2 separate regions of the Rattus norvegicus genome follow, and region 1 is linked to region 2. Evidence: chromatin contacts called from public Hi-C data. All regions are on one chromosome and are shown on one strand. The core of a region is the stretch at or near the end of the contact, and the rest is flanking DNA. Distances in the headings are between cores, read along the strand shown. Region 1 overlaps Camk2g (calcium/calmodulin-dependent protein kinase II gamma). Region 2 holds the start of LOC120096900 (a long non-coding RNA gene).

The links. A called contact is a pair of places that touch in the nucleus more often than the background predicts.
Region 1: a Hi-C map of the A7r5 cell line shows a contact between it and region 2, with 2.5 times the contacts expected there. The contact joins two enhancer-like sites. A contact is called at or near these places in 8 of 12 Hi-C or Micro-C datasets (the A7r5 cell line, frontal cortex, hepatocytes and 5 more).

The regions. Positions count from the first base shown.
Region 1 is chr15:3,576,101-3,582,929 of GRCr8, forward strand. Camk2g (calcium/calmodulin-dependent protein kinase II gamma) reads left to right here. Exons shown (of 21, transcript NM_133605.1): 4 at 1-4; 5 at 830-895; 6 at 4,229-4,301; 7 at 4,459-4,561; 8 at 4,997-5,080; 9 at 5,504-5,598; 10 at 6,228-6,350. Among named protein-coding and RNA genes, the nearest start is that of Camk2g, 26 kb to the left of the region's middle. Within about 2 kb of position 1,716, at least 21 of the 93 cell types and tissues checked have an H3K27ac peak or open chromatin away from gene starts, as enhancers often do. A contact at or near this core is called in the A7r5 cell line, where this site is marked.
Region 2 is chr15:3,477,074-3,484,322 of GRCr8, forward strand. LOC120096900 (a long non-coding RNA gene) reads left to right here and starts at 5,034. Exons shown (of 3, transcript XR_005493817.2): 1 at 5,034-5,156. Within about 2 kb of position 1,573, at least 1 of the 93 cell types and tissues checked has an H3K27ac peak or open chromatin away from gene starts, as enhancers often do. A contact at or near this core is called in the A7r5 cell line, where this site is marked.

The sequences.
Region 1 (6,829 bases), core at 466-2,965, 99 kb after region 2:
ACCTGTAAGTGCCACTTTCTGAGGGTATGGGGACCTTTCTCTCCAGCTGGCTGAGGATGAATGAAAGCTTGGGAAAGGCTGAACAGGGCCTTCAGCCTCTGCTGAGGGCTCCTTTCCATTGCTTGAGGAAAGGACTGGTGAAGTTTCTGTGGGGATGGGTGTGCCTGGCCAAAGCCACTCCCCTCGCCATCTCACTGTCACTCACTGTCTCCTAGAGCCTGAGCCCCAGGGTGGCCTTGCTTCTCTCTTCTGTTCTGTGCATAACTTGTGCAGATGTTTGTTTCTTGGTGTGTTTCCCTTATTGGAGAAATAAAATAATGACTCTCTGTGTGTCCTTAAAAATTCTGGGAAGTTGGAAATAGCTTTTAGGAGTCACGAACCGTGTTCTGTTTGTCTCTTCCACTTTGGCTGTTCTGTAATGTCTTAAGAGTGGCTCTTTACCTCCTAGAAAGCCCCGTTCAGTATCGTCACAGTTGAACTTCTATATCTGTGGTCTCGTATCCTTCAGCTCTTGCAGTAGGGTCTGCCTTTGCACTGCCATAGACAGTGTCCACAGTGGTCTTACGGAAGGAAAGCTCTGACCTTGGTAGTTAGAATATTTTTCTTGGATCCCCACATCTTCCTCATTCTCTGAGTGCTAGTGATTCTATTAGGTTATGGAACCAGAACTGTCAGGAAGGAGGGGAAAGCCCATGTTAGCCCATGGAGAAACCCTGTGCCATTGAAGGGTGAACATGTACGTGGGGAGTTGGGATGACTGCTACCTGCTAGATGCTGCGGTTGGCCAATAAGCCCTGCCTCCTCTGACCGTGTCTTCTGTTGGTTACAGTGTTACGGGAGGGGAGTTGTTTGAAGACATCGTGGCCAGAGAATACTACAGCGAAGCTGATGCCAGGTGAGAGGAATCTTGGTTGTTTGAATGAAGCCCTTTGAGTTAGGATTGAAATAAGTCCTGGCAATCAATTTTTGTGTGTGTGTGTGTGTGTGTGTGTGTGTGTGTGTGTGTGTGTGAGTGAGATTTGGATAGTCTTTGGACTCTTGTCTGAACAAGAGCCTGTAAAGATGTGGTAGGGCTGCATTCTGTTCATAGTATCAAAGGTTAAATATTCAACACGCCTAGATTTATTTCTTTCAAAGCCTCTTTTAGGTCGACTTTATCCTGTTACCCCAACACCCCCCTGTTATGTACTCACAAGCATGCCCAGTGGCCCTCTCTGTGCCTCTCCCTTCTCTTGACACATTCTAGTGTGTACAAGGTCTTCACTTAGGGCCTAGAGATCAGAGACAGAGCGGCGTCGTTTTTGTCCACCTTTGTCACTTTGTCCCTTTGTCACCTCACCACCATGACCAGCTCAGCATGAGGACGTGGCTTCCGTGGGACAGCACAGTCCACCTGCATCGCTGGGGTCCTCAGATGCCAGCATGGCCTGCTTTGCCCACCTTCTCCCTTCCCCTTCTCAGCCTGGTTGTTGCCGTCCTGCCTAAGGCTTCTCTGGCTCAGGCTGCCTCTAGAGGGAGGGGAGTGCGGCTTCCTCACAAACTTCTCAGCCCTGAACAACCTCTGTTTGCTGATCAACTTCAGATGCCTCAGCCTGGGGAAAACTTCTCAAGTGCAGAGATGCCTTCCAGTGCCAGCAGGGGAGGACCAGGCTGTGGGTGGGAGGAGGTAGCGATAGCTCCCGGAGCTTGGTGGGGGGAGGACTGTACCAGTGGGCTTGGCCTGGCTCTGCTGGGACACTTCGCACTTTTGCCATTTTTGGCCAGAAGGCTCTCCCTGCTAGCTGGGCTCTGTTCTAATTATACATTTCTGTGGAGACTCGCCTCCCAAGCTCCATCGTTTTTTTGTTTTTTTTTTTCTTTTTGTTTTTTTTTTTTTTTGTTTTTTTTTTTTTGTTGTTTTTAAATTTATTTTATTTATATGAGTGTACTATAGCTGTCTTCAGACACACCAGAAGAGGGCATCGGATCCCATTACAGATGGTTGTGAGCCACCATGTGGTTGCTGGGAATTGAACTCAAGACCTCTGGAAGAGCAGCCAGTGCTCTTAACCACTGAGCCATCTCTCCAGCCCCCAAAGCTCAGTCTTAAAAGTTCCTCTGGCAAACTGCTGGGCTCTGTGGTGTAGGAGACCCTGAACCTCAGTCTTCAGGTCTGATGACTGACGCACATCCATTGACCCTTTAACTCTCGTAGGGGCCTCAGTACCAGATTTCATAGAAACAAGCTGTAAGTGGTGCAGGCTGTGTAGGCTGGCACACCTGGATCTTCTGCAGGTCTGCACCGTACACCTTGTGGAGGCTGCTGACTGGGCATGAACCAGCGTTCTTCTGCCTCAACGGTACCGACCTTGAGCACAGATAGTTGTTTTGTTATGAAGGTCTCTCCTATGCACACAGAGAACTAAGAAGCATGCCACTTGGCAGAGCTCTGGCAGAGCCCCCTTTCCAAGCTGTGCCGACCAGAATTTATTGTCAGATGTCTCCTAGAGGGCACACCCACCCTCCAAGTGAGTGGAAACCATTGCTCTGGAGTGCTCACACCTGCTGCCAGGAATTTGACTGTGGGACTAGCAAGGGAGTATGCGAGGTGGACAGTCTGCTTTAATAAACAGGAATGTAGTTTGGAGCAAGATCATCAGAGATGCTATGTAGACATCCTGTTTAGAGCCCTCTTAAATATATTACTTCTGGAAGGAATCTATGTGCTTGTCTTGTATCCCTACTAGATGCAAAACTTTAAAGCAGTTAATATCTTAGGACAAGAAAGCGCCCTCAGAATCACTCAGTAAATGTTTGAACAGGTGAAGGCTTGTGCTCACCGGTGCTGTCTTGCCAAGTTAGCATAAGCTCCTCCTCTAAGAAACAGTTTGCGTATGAAGAAAGAAGGAAGGGGTTAGAGGTTCTCACCTTCCTTAGAAATAGTATCTTCTTTTAATCCCTAGAAAACAAATTCTAGGCTTTGCCTCAAGGCTTACTTTGGAAAACCCACATAACTTTACCTGGGCTTCACTTTCCCTCCCTGTGGAGAGAGTTGGTGAGGAGGGAGGAGAGCTCTTAGCTCAGTGCCGTGGCACACATCCATGATCCTAGCAGTCCTGAGGCTGAGGTTGAAGGATCATGAGTTCAAGGCCAGCCTGGGTCACATGGCAGGTTGCAGGTCAGCTTATGCTACATAGCAGGAAGACTGTCCTTCAGAACAGGAAAGGGGAAGGAAGGAAGGAAGAGAAGGGGCCTTTATACGCTGTTGGTATTGTAAATTAGTGTAGCCATTTTTGGAAAACAGTATGGATGTTTCTCAGAAAACCTAAAAATAGAAGTACCATATGATCCAGCAATCCCACTGCTGGGTAAATACCCAGTGGAATTAAAATCAGGATGTTAAAGCGATGTCTGTACACCCACGTCCATCGCAGCATTAGTCACAATAACCAGGATATGGGACAACCTGAGTGTCCATTAGCAGATGAATGGATTAAAAAAGGACTGGTGTATACTACTGAGCCTCAAAAAGGCCGGGAAATTCTGTCATTTATGACAGGATAGGTGAGTCTGGATGCCGTCGTGTTCAGTGAGACAAGCCAGGCAAAGGAAGACAAACACCACGTGATCTTACTTATACAGGATCTGAAAAGGATGATCTCATAGGGGTGAAGAGGAATGGTGGTTAGCAGAAGCCAGGATGGGTGGGTGCGGGTGAAGAAAGGAGAGTTGGTGCTCAGATAGGAGGAATGATTCCCACATTTTATTTAAGCACAGCAGGTGATTATGATTAGTAAGGTTTTGTTTGTTTGGTTGGTTTGGTTTGGTTTGGCTTTTTCAAGACTGGGGTTTCTTTATGTAGCCCTGGCTGTTCTGGAATTCACTCTGTAGATTAGACTGGCCTCACACTCAGGTCCACATGCCTTTGTCTCCTGAGTGCTGGGACTAAAGGCGTGTGCCAACTATACCTGACAGTGTTTTAAAACTTAGAAAACACGATTTTAAATGTTCTCGCTAAAAAGAATAAGCATTTGGGGTGATGTATATGATGCTGTGCTTGTAGCAGAATATCCTTGTCCATCAGAAGGCGATGGTAGCTTTTCAATTAAAAAATAAAAACAAAACAGATTGAGCTAGATAGCATTCAAAGCCCAGGGCTCTGGCTGCCTTTTTGGCGAGTGTAGTCTGCACGGGCAGTCTTGGTGAGGCGGTTTAGCCCTTACTGATATTGCTTGTGCCGTTCTTTCAGCCACTGTATACATCAGATCCTGGAGAGCGTCAACCACATCCACCAGCATGACATCGTCCACCGGGACCTGAAGGTACTCACTCACCAGGGCTGGCCGCCTTTGCCTCCTACTTGTGACTCGTTGGCGCCACCTGGTGCTGGTGCTGGGTAGTGGCACTGTGAGCCCAGAGTAGGCTCCCTTTGGGTTCCAGGATGGATGCATCATAAGGTTCTCCTTGTTCCTTCTGCAGCCCGAGAACTTGCTGCTGGCGAGTAAATGCAAGGGTGCTGCGGTCAAGCTAGCTGATTTTGGCCTGGCCATCGAAGTGCAGGGAGAGCAGCAGGCTTGGTTTGGTAAGGGTGACCCTGTCTTCCGAGAATGCAGCCTCCGCCCTTCCTCCTTTTCCTGGTCTGCCTTCCTCGTTCAGAACTAGAAGTCAGGCCTTTAATGGTCCTGGCCTTTACAGAAAGTGGAGGAGGGTGGGGGTGGGGCGCCGAGGCCCCTCCTGGCCCTCATGACTCAGTACAGTGGGTCTGGCTGCTGTCAGCACTGCATTCTTGTTTCCTCTGGGGAGGTGTTTGAGTTCCTGGTAGGCACAAGTACTTGCCCTCTGATTTAGATTCCAGGCACTGCACGCAACCCAGCCTGTCATCTTTTGCAGCCTGGGTGCTGAGAGCTTATATAGTAAAAGCAGCCAGCATCAGAAGGACTTTGGAGGAAATTACAGATGTGGACTTACTGGGAGAGAAAGTGGGTTCAGTTTGGCTCTGCCCTCTCTTCTGCTACAGGTTTTGCTGGCACCCCAGGTTACTTGTCCCCTGAGGTCTTGAGGAAAGATCCCTATGGAAAACCTGTGGATATCTGGGCCTGCGGTAAGCCCATTCCACACCCTCAGCTCTTTGGTGTTAAGGGCCCCGGCTTCCGGTGATGCAAGAGGCATTGCCATTCATTCCTTGTGGTTCCACAAGTGCCTGCTGTCTGTGAAATCATGGTGCTTGCTCTCCTTCCCTCGGGAGAGCTAATGCTGTCACACCCTCCTTCCTAAGTAACTTCCTGGACTGTGAAGGACTCATCCACACCTTAGAGCTAGACTAAAGAAGTCTCTGACGTGGCTTGGTGACATAAGCAGTGAGGCGTATTAGGAGGGACTAGTGGCCACAGCGTTATCAGCTGGCATCCACCTTTAACTCTGGCCCGGCTTTGCCTTTCTGGGTGGTTCTGAGCCCTGCATGGCCTTTCTTGGTTCCTCAGGGGTAGGCGACTGACCCCAGTGACCTGTGTGTTCTATCTCGCAGGGGTCATCCTGTATATCCTCCTGGTGGGCTACCCTCCCTTCTGGGATGAGGATCAGCACAAGCTCTATCAGCAGATCAAAGCTGGAGCCTACGATGTAAGGATGGGTTTCTGAGAGCTGAGCAGTCACTCCCCAAAGGACAGAGTCCCTGCCCCTAAGGGTCTGTCCAAGGGAGCAGTGTTGTCATTTGATAACAGGGTGTCAGGGGACTTTGAGGACCCAAGGATGGGCATACAGGACTCAATTCTTGCCACCTTATATACAGGGAACAGACTTTTATTTAAAAAAAAAAATGCTCCCATTAGCTATAAAATTAAGGAACTCAGTGAAGGCTTTGGTCTCTTTCCACAAAGAGTAGAGAAACGCTGCAGTGCGTTATATCCCAGAGGGAGAATTTTAGAGGCTTCCTCCACTGCTTTGGTACCGTGGGCACATCGCAAAGCCTGTTTTCTCCTTAGTAGGGAGAGAAAGGTGAAGCGGGAAATGTCAGAGCTCCCTTCCCTCACTGATCTGATCTGAAGCATTGGTGCTCTAACACTTACGACTCTGTCTTCCTCTCCAAGGCTTTAAGTTGTCACAGGTCCCGGGATATTCCTAGGACCTTATCCAACTCTTGGGTACCACAAAGTATCCCAGTTATAAGAGTTGGAATGAAGTCAGACCACATTTCAGGGTAGAAGGCTCACAGATTTCCTGTCTCCCTTTCCCCTGTTCCTGCTCCTCAGTTCCCATCACCAGAATGGGACACAGTCACTCCTGAAGCTAAGAACTTGATCAACCAGATGTTGACCATAAACCCTGCAAAGCGTATCACAGCTGACCAGGCTCTCAAGCACCCATGGGTCTGTGTAAGTGTCTTCCCCTGGCCTTGGGCGTTGGGGGTGGCAGCCCTCGGGTACTCCTTGCACTCCTTGAACAAGGATTGAGGCGAGGAGGGCAGGGGAAGGGGTGTGTGTGTGTGTCAGTGGAGTCCAAGGTCAATAAATGTCATCAAGGGGACTTGGTTGTCAAGACGTGTTCATGAGTCTTTGTCTCTCACACTCTTGTGCGGCCGTCATTTGGTTCTGTTCTTGGATTAGAAGAGGTAGTCAATGGTGGAAATGGTGGAAGACAGCTGATGTCTCAGTGTGAAGTACCATGCTTGGGATATACGTGAGCCTAACAAGGACCCAGTGTAATGGACAACAAAGGCTTCTGAAGTATGAAACACTCTCCTGAAGCTCATTTGTGAAGCTCTCAGCTGAGTTCCGAGGACCTCCTCCCAGGCTATCAGTATAGGCCAATACACTGTGTTTTCTCTCATGGTTCTATCAAGCCAAAACAGCTA
Region 2 (7,249 bases), core at 323-2,822:
GACTGCCATGAAGTAGGGTGTGGCACATACATGTAATTCCAGCACTTGGAAGGCAGAAGCAGAAAGACCAGAAGTGTAGGGTCAACTTGAGTATAGAATGAGTTCAAGGCCAACCTGGGCCACACAGATGTACCCTTGAACCAGGGAAGGGTGACGTCTAGCCAATACCTTTGAGGCTTCTTTCCTGTTATCCCAGTGCAGAACACTGTCTTTTTAGTGATGCTAATGCCTTCAGCAACACACTCTCCTTGTTCACTGCTTTCTCAGTGCTCCTTTGCTGGTCAGATGACATGGTTTAAAAATCCTGCTCTGTGCCTGCCCCACATGTGGCCCATACATATACAGCCACCAAACTAGATAAGATGGATGAAGCAAAGAAGTGCAGGCTGCTGACAGGAACCGAACGTAGATTTCTCCTGAGAGACACAGCCAGAATATGGCAAATACAGAGGCGAATGCCAGCAGCAAACCACTGAAGTGAGATCGGGACCCCCGTTGAAGGAATCAGAGAAAGAACTGGATGAGCTTGAAGGGGCTCGAGACCCCATATGAACAACAATGTCAACCAACCAGAGCTTCCAGGGACTAAGCCACTACCCAAAGACTATATATATGGACTGACCCTGGGCTCTAACTGCATAGGTAGCAATGAATAGCCTAGTAAGAGCACCAGTGGAAGGGGAAGCCCTTGGTCCTGCCAAGACTGAACCCCCAGTGAACGTGATTGTTGGGGGGAGGGCAGTAATGGGAGGAGGATGGGGAGGGGAACACCCATATAGAAGGAGAGAGGGAGGGTTAGGGGGATGTTGGCCTGGAAACCGGGAAAGGGAATAACAATTGAAATATAAATAAGAAATACCCAAGTTAATAAAGATGGAGAAAAAAAAATCCTGCTCTTTTTCTTGCTCACAATTACTGCTGTAAGCTTGACTGGACACTCTCTGCAGTGCCCATGGTCCAGGCTGAATGCTATGCTGCCGTGAAATTTACTTCCTCATATGAATTAGTTCATTGCTTCTTAGTTCAGTCTTACTCAAAGTCTTATGTCATGGATAAAATGAAAATAAAGTATAAAATATGTATTTGTATATATTTGTATTACATCTATACACAGTACAATATATTATATTATATATTATCATATTATACAGTATAATATACCATATATTATTATATTATAAATTTATTATATATAATACAATATATACACAATATAATAAAAATGGCCTCTAATCTAATTTCAATAAAGTCCTTCATCCCATTTGAAACTTCCTGAGGAGTCTTTACTATCCGGTCTGAGAAACCTGATCCTCTGAGTTTCTGTACAGAATCACTCACTAAAGCCAGGTCAGTGTCCTCTGCGTATAATTCAAATACTCAGGAGATAGAGGCCATCACTGTGGATTGGGCCAGCCGGGCTACAGCATGAGACACAGTCTCAAAACAAGACAGTACAAACACAGAGTAGCCCACTGAGCCCTGCTACAGCATGCTATTTCTTTAGCCTGCATCTCAAAACCCTTTTAAATCCTCCCCACTGACCGTCACAGAGGCTTCGAGGCCATGTGGTTACGTAGTCACAGCAACGACCCTGCTTCTCTGGTACCAATTGTTTATATTAGTTAGACTTTTTATGACAGTGGCAAATCCCCTGGGAGAAGTCATTTAAACGGAGGGCTGTATTTCTGTTGGCTCGCACCTTCATTCTGCCATGGTATGCAGAGGAGAGCAGAGCCACTCACCCAAGACAGCCAGGAATTAGAGCGAGAAAGCCCGTGCTCCAGGGTCTGTCTCTGTCTCTGTCTCTGTCTCCCTCTCTCTCTCTCTCTCTCTCTCTCTCTCTCTCTCTCTCTCTCTCTCTCTCTCTCCATGTGCCTGTACTCGAGCTCTCAGTCTATGGGATGGTGCTCCTTGTGTCAGGGTGAGTCTCACCTCCCATTACAATTCTTTCAGAAAACGCATCCTGGAGAAACCCAGAAAAGGGCTTTACCAACTCGTTCACGTCTCTCATTCCAGTCAAGTTGGCAATGAAAATTAGCCATCACAATTCTCATGCGGGCGCTTAGGGAACAGGGTATTTAGGAGACTTTAGCTCTCTAACGGTGTTTCAGACGTAGGGAAAAAGTTGGATCCTTCTAGGAGTGCTAAGGGTACAAGGGTCAGTTTGTCTCTGTTCTCAGGGTTAAGACTGTGGGTGAGATGGGAAACTCCAATGGGGATGACTGAGTCAAGATGTTCATAGCCTTCGTGGTCTGGGACTTGGACCACAGCTTGCTGAAAAACCCAATTAGAATAAAGTAGCAACTGGGAGCTAACTCAGAGAACCAGACAGGAAGCAGTTAGAAGTGACCCCAAGACCTGAAACCAAAGGTCTGTGGGGTTTGAATCTCTCAGGAATTCAGGTGCTCAGTAATTAAGAATCCCTGAGAGGAAGGCAACCCTTTGCCCCCTCCTGTGGTTCCAATGAAGGCCTGCAGCCATCCGGGGCATTCCAGAGCTTCTGGCACACCAAACCAATGAGGTGTGCGGTGACCTGATGTTCTCGTTTGACCTAGGCAAAGGTTACAGGATAATAGGAAGAGACTTATGAGGACAGCAGGTTGAGGCATCGAGCTTTCAAACATGCCTCTCGTGTGTCTGATCTCCACGCCTCTGGAGGTCACAATTCTTCGGAATTATCCATTGATCGAAGCCATTAAGCATGGGTGCCATGACGTCATAGCCATGGACCTGTTCGATAGCCAGGGATCCTTCAGAGTTAGTTCCGGGTAATTCCGGGCTTTTCTCTTGTTTTCTTTGAGCTCCCATGATGATGCTTAGAAGGACGCACACTGGCAGGGATGGGTGGGTGCAGTCCACCCCAGAGTTCGCTGCGTTTGGCTGCCTTGCGTGTGTGCCCTGTGTAACTCACTGTGTCTCATGTTTTCTCACTCTTGACACCCTCGCTCTGAGACCAGTCATCCTTTGCTCTATGCCGTGATGTGGTGCGTTATAATAGGTGCTAGTTACCCACGAGGTGCCAGTAGCTTACTCACAGCTCTGACAACCACAGTTCACCACCCTTATTGGAAACCACCAGTGGAGGCCACACAGTAAACTGAACATGTGAGAACTCTGGCTCTGCCGTGGGCTGGCTCTGTTCAGACATTTGTACTGTTTTTTAATGTGACCCTGGACTATTTCCTGCTGAATGTTATTGACTTCCCTGAGGCCCAGTTTTCCCGTTCACAGAGAAAAAGAAAACAAGTCCTGGGGAAGATGGTGGTGCTTGGCACCTGAACATTCCAATACCAGTGGATCATTCTTAACCTTGTCCCCTAGGTCCCTGTACTTGCCTTGAGGGTGACTGCTAACTGCACTTAAACCAGCTTATAAGATACTCTGTGATCTGACCTTTCCACCCCAGCTTTATTTCTCTATTCCAAACTTGACGCTCCAGTACTGTTGACCGCTTGCTGTTCCAGGGGAGCAGCCAAGTTTTTTACAGCTCTGAATACGTTATGAAGTTCACTTCATCTGGAACTCTCCCTCCTGTACCTTGAGTGACTCCTCCATACCCTTTGAAACTCTCATCGGACATCATCGGGTCCAGAAAGGTTTTCCCTCCCCAGGTCTGGACCAAAGGAATCCTTTTGCAGTTCCCCAGTGTCCACACTTCCCATCATTGCGCATCCGACACAGCGTGGTCATTGCCTGGCTATGTCTGAATCACTCACTCTGCGAATTTTGATCTGTGAGGCAAAGGACGCAAGCTTGCACAATATTGCGTCTCCATCACTAGACCCAGTGTTGGCCGTCCAACAGAAACTCCGTAATATTTGTCTGATCCACGGTGGAATTTCCAAACTGTTTTAGCACTCATACGAAGAGAGACTTTTTCCTCTCCTCTCCCAAATACCCATATATTATTAACCTCTCCATCTGAACAGATAGGTAGCACTTGCAATTTCAATGACATTTCAAAGCTATGAGACAGTATGTAGAGAAAAATAAAAATTTCCCTTCTCTTCCAGGTACCTAGTTTCCCTTCTGAAGCAACTGTTATTGTCATACATCACTTTCTGGAGGTGGTCCATCCAACTACCCGGTCCGTCTGACTGCCCAATTTTAACTTTTTTTAAAATTTTATTTCTTGGCACTGTCCTATTTGGCCAGCTGTGCCTTTTATTAATATTGAGTTATTTTGGGGACAAGTTCTCACGTATGCCAGGCTGGCCCACGATGTAGCCCATGATGTCTTTGAACTTATCCTCCTGCCTCCACCTTCCCAAGTGTGGGCTGTACATCAGCACACCTGGGTGCTAGGTGCTAAGGATCGGACCTGGCCTTCCTGTGCACTGTGTAAATACGCTACCAACTGAGATATGCGTTTTAAAGGAACCTTTGTAATTGGGTTCCTGGACTTTCATAAGTGCCACCCCACTGTCAGAATTCCTGTTTAGACAGTCAGCAAGAGCCTTCCTTGTTGTTCAAGTCAACTCTTTCCTAGTCATTAACACAGAACCACTGGAACGGAAAGCAAACTCTTACCCTCCTTACCAGATACCTCAAAGGTTGGAAGCGGCAGAAGCCAGGGGAGACAGACAGCAAAGGAAGAGTTGGATAGATCCCAGCATGGTTACCCTCGAGTCTCTTAGCCTGTATACATGTGCACAAAGTAAGTGGGGACGAACCCAGTTCTTCTCACCCTTCCTAAGGCTGCAGGCCTTTAATACGGCTCCTCGACCCCCCAAGCATAAAAATCACTTTCGTTGCCACTTCATAACTGTGACTTTGCTACCGGTATGAATCATCATAATGTAAATATCTGTGTTCTCGGATGGCTTTGGGCGACCCCTGCAAAAGGGTCATTCGACCTCCCACCCCCCAGGTCGAGAGTCGATGCCCTGGGACCTGCAAGACCTCGCCCCATCCCTTACTACCTTGAGAAATAGAAGAGAAAGGCAGACCAAGTTTAAGAGGAAACCTCAATGCTTAGTCATTTCCCACTGGGTTGGGCTCTACCTGGGAGTCTTAGTCATTTCGCAGGTGCCTAGGAGGGAGAGGTGCTGCCTAAAATGACACATTGCTTGTCCAGGAAGGAGATTTCGCCCTAGGGGTAAGATGCTGGGGGTTCCAGGACCATTCCAAGGCCTGCCAAGAACCTCCGATCCCAGGTAGGTTTTGGAGTCCCAGGCTGACAATAAAGCCTCAGAATAGAGAAACAAGCCCCAGGACTTCTTTCTCTTCCTTCCTTCTCCCTTCCTTCCCTTCCCGAAGAATCAGACGCCTCTCGGTTTGTGTCTCCCAGTACCAAAGTGGACTAAATTACTCAATTATCTTAAGAGGACCTGAGTAAACTCTCTAATAGTTCTGGACTATTAGGTATATAAATGACAAGTGTCCTTTCTCCTCTTCTCCTTCTCAGTTGAGAGTAAAGTCTAGGGCCTGAGAAGCACCAATGAGAGAACAGAATCTCAGGGGAGTCTCAACTGTTGACCAAACCTTTTAGCTATGCCAGGGGCTTCCTGGAGCTGGCCAGAGCAGCCCAACCCTGGATGAGCTGGCCTTTAAACTGGGGATTCCCCTTCAGCTGGATTTTTCACAGTCCCTCCAGCAATTATTTTCACTTCTGTTGTTCCGTACTCACTGTGGTAGACAGGATAATGTCCCCTCAAAGACGCCTTTGTCCTAAGCCCTGAGACCTATGAACACATTGCCTTGCACAGCAGATGTGATCTTGCAGTATTGAGAGTACTGGGATGGGTACATTCTTCTAGATTATTTAAGTGATCCCAGTGCAGTCACCTTCTAAGAGGAAAATGGAGGACTGGAATGAAAGGGGTGTCATAATAAAATCATAGACTAGAGTAATATGAGCCAGGGAATACAGCTAGCAAAAGCAAGGAAGCTGATCCTTCAAACATCTTTCTTTAACCCTTTTTGACACATTTCGGATTTTGACCTTAGAAACATAAAGTAACACATTTGTGGGGTTTTTTTTAAGCAGTGAGCTTAGGGTGTAGATTTCTTTAAGAGAGGATCGTTCAACCTATCATAGCAAAAATGTGAAGTTAATGTGGATGTTGGTATCAAGAGTAGAGTGTTTATGTAACATATACCTTTAAAACAGCAAATAGTGTGGCCAGGCAGTGGTGGCACATGCCTTTAATCCCAGCACTCTGGAGGCGAAGGTAGATGGAATCTCTAAGTTCAAGGCCACCCTGGTCTGCAGATGGAGTTCCAGAAAAAAACCCTGTCTTGAAAAACCAAAAAACAAACAAACAAACAAAAGCAGATAGTTGGATTAGAGAGATGGCTTAGCTAGTAAAAGAACTCGCAAAGGGATAACATTGGACAGTTTACAACAGCCTATAACACTGTTTCTATGGGATCCGATGTCCTCCTTCTAACCTCTGAGGACACTTGCATGTACATGGTGTACATACATAGATTCTCTGTCTCTCTCACACACACATACACAATTAATTAAATAATTACCTTTAAAACGAAACAGCAGTATACACAGTAAATAGTTTTTAAGGGGTGGAATGCAAAAGAAAGTATAGATAAACCTGCTTTTAAAAATCTATTTAAAAAAATCTGCTGGAAGGGGCTGGGGATTTAGCTCAGTGGTAGAGCGCTTACCTAGGAAGCGCAAGGCCCTGGGTTCGGTCCCCAGCTCCGAAAAAAAAGAACCAAAAAAAAAAAAAAAATCTGCTGGTGAGCCAGACGGTGATGGTGGTGCACACCTTAAATCCTAGCACCCAGGAGGCAGAGACAGGTGGATCTCTAAGTTCAAGGCCAATCAAGTCTACAGAGAGAGTTCCAGGACAGCCAGGGCTCAAAGAGAAACTCTGTCTCAAAACAAAACAAAACAATCTGCCTGGAGAAATGACAACAGAAGGCAAACTTGTATCATTCGGGGTTAACATTATTCTGACTGTTGTTGTCTCTGTGTATGAGAGGAGGCACATGCGGGTGTGCAGGTTAAAGAGGACATTCGGCGCTTAGTCTTTCTTTCCAGCTTGTTGGAGCCAGAGTCTCTCTCGTCTCTCTCGTTTCTGCTACGCCGATGCTTCCACGAAATTTTCGTGTCTTGGCTGCCTATCCCAGCCTTATGGTAGGAGGACTGAGATTACAGGAGTCCACTCTCACCACCATACCTAGCTTTTTAATGTGGATTCCAGGGATCACACTCAGATTGCTCAAGTTTTGTGGCAAGGGCTTTCACCGTTGAGCCAGCTCACCCCTCCCCTTTGGTCTGTTG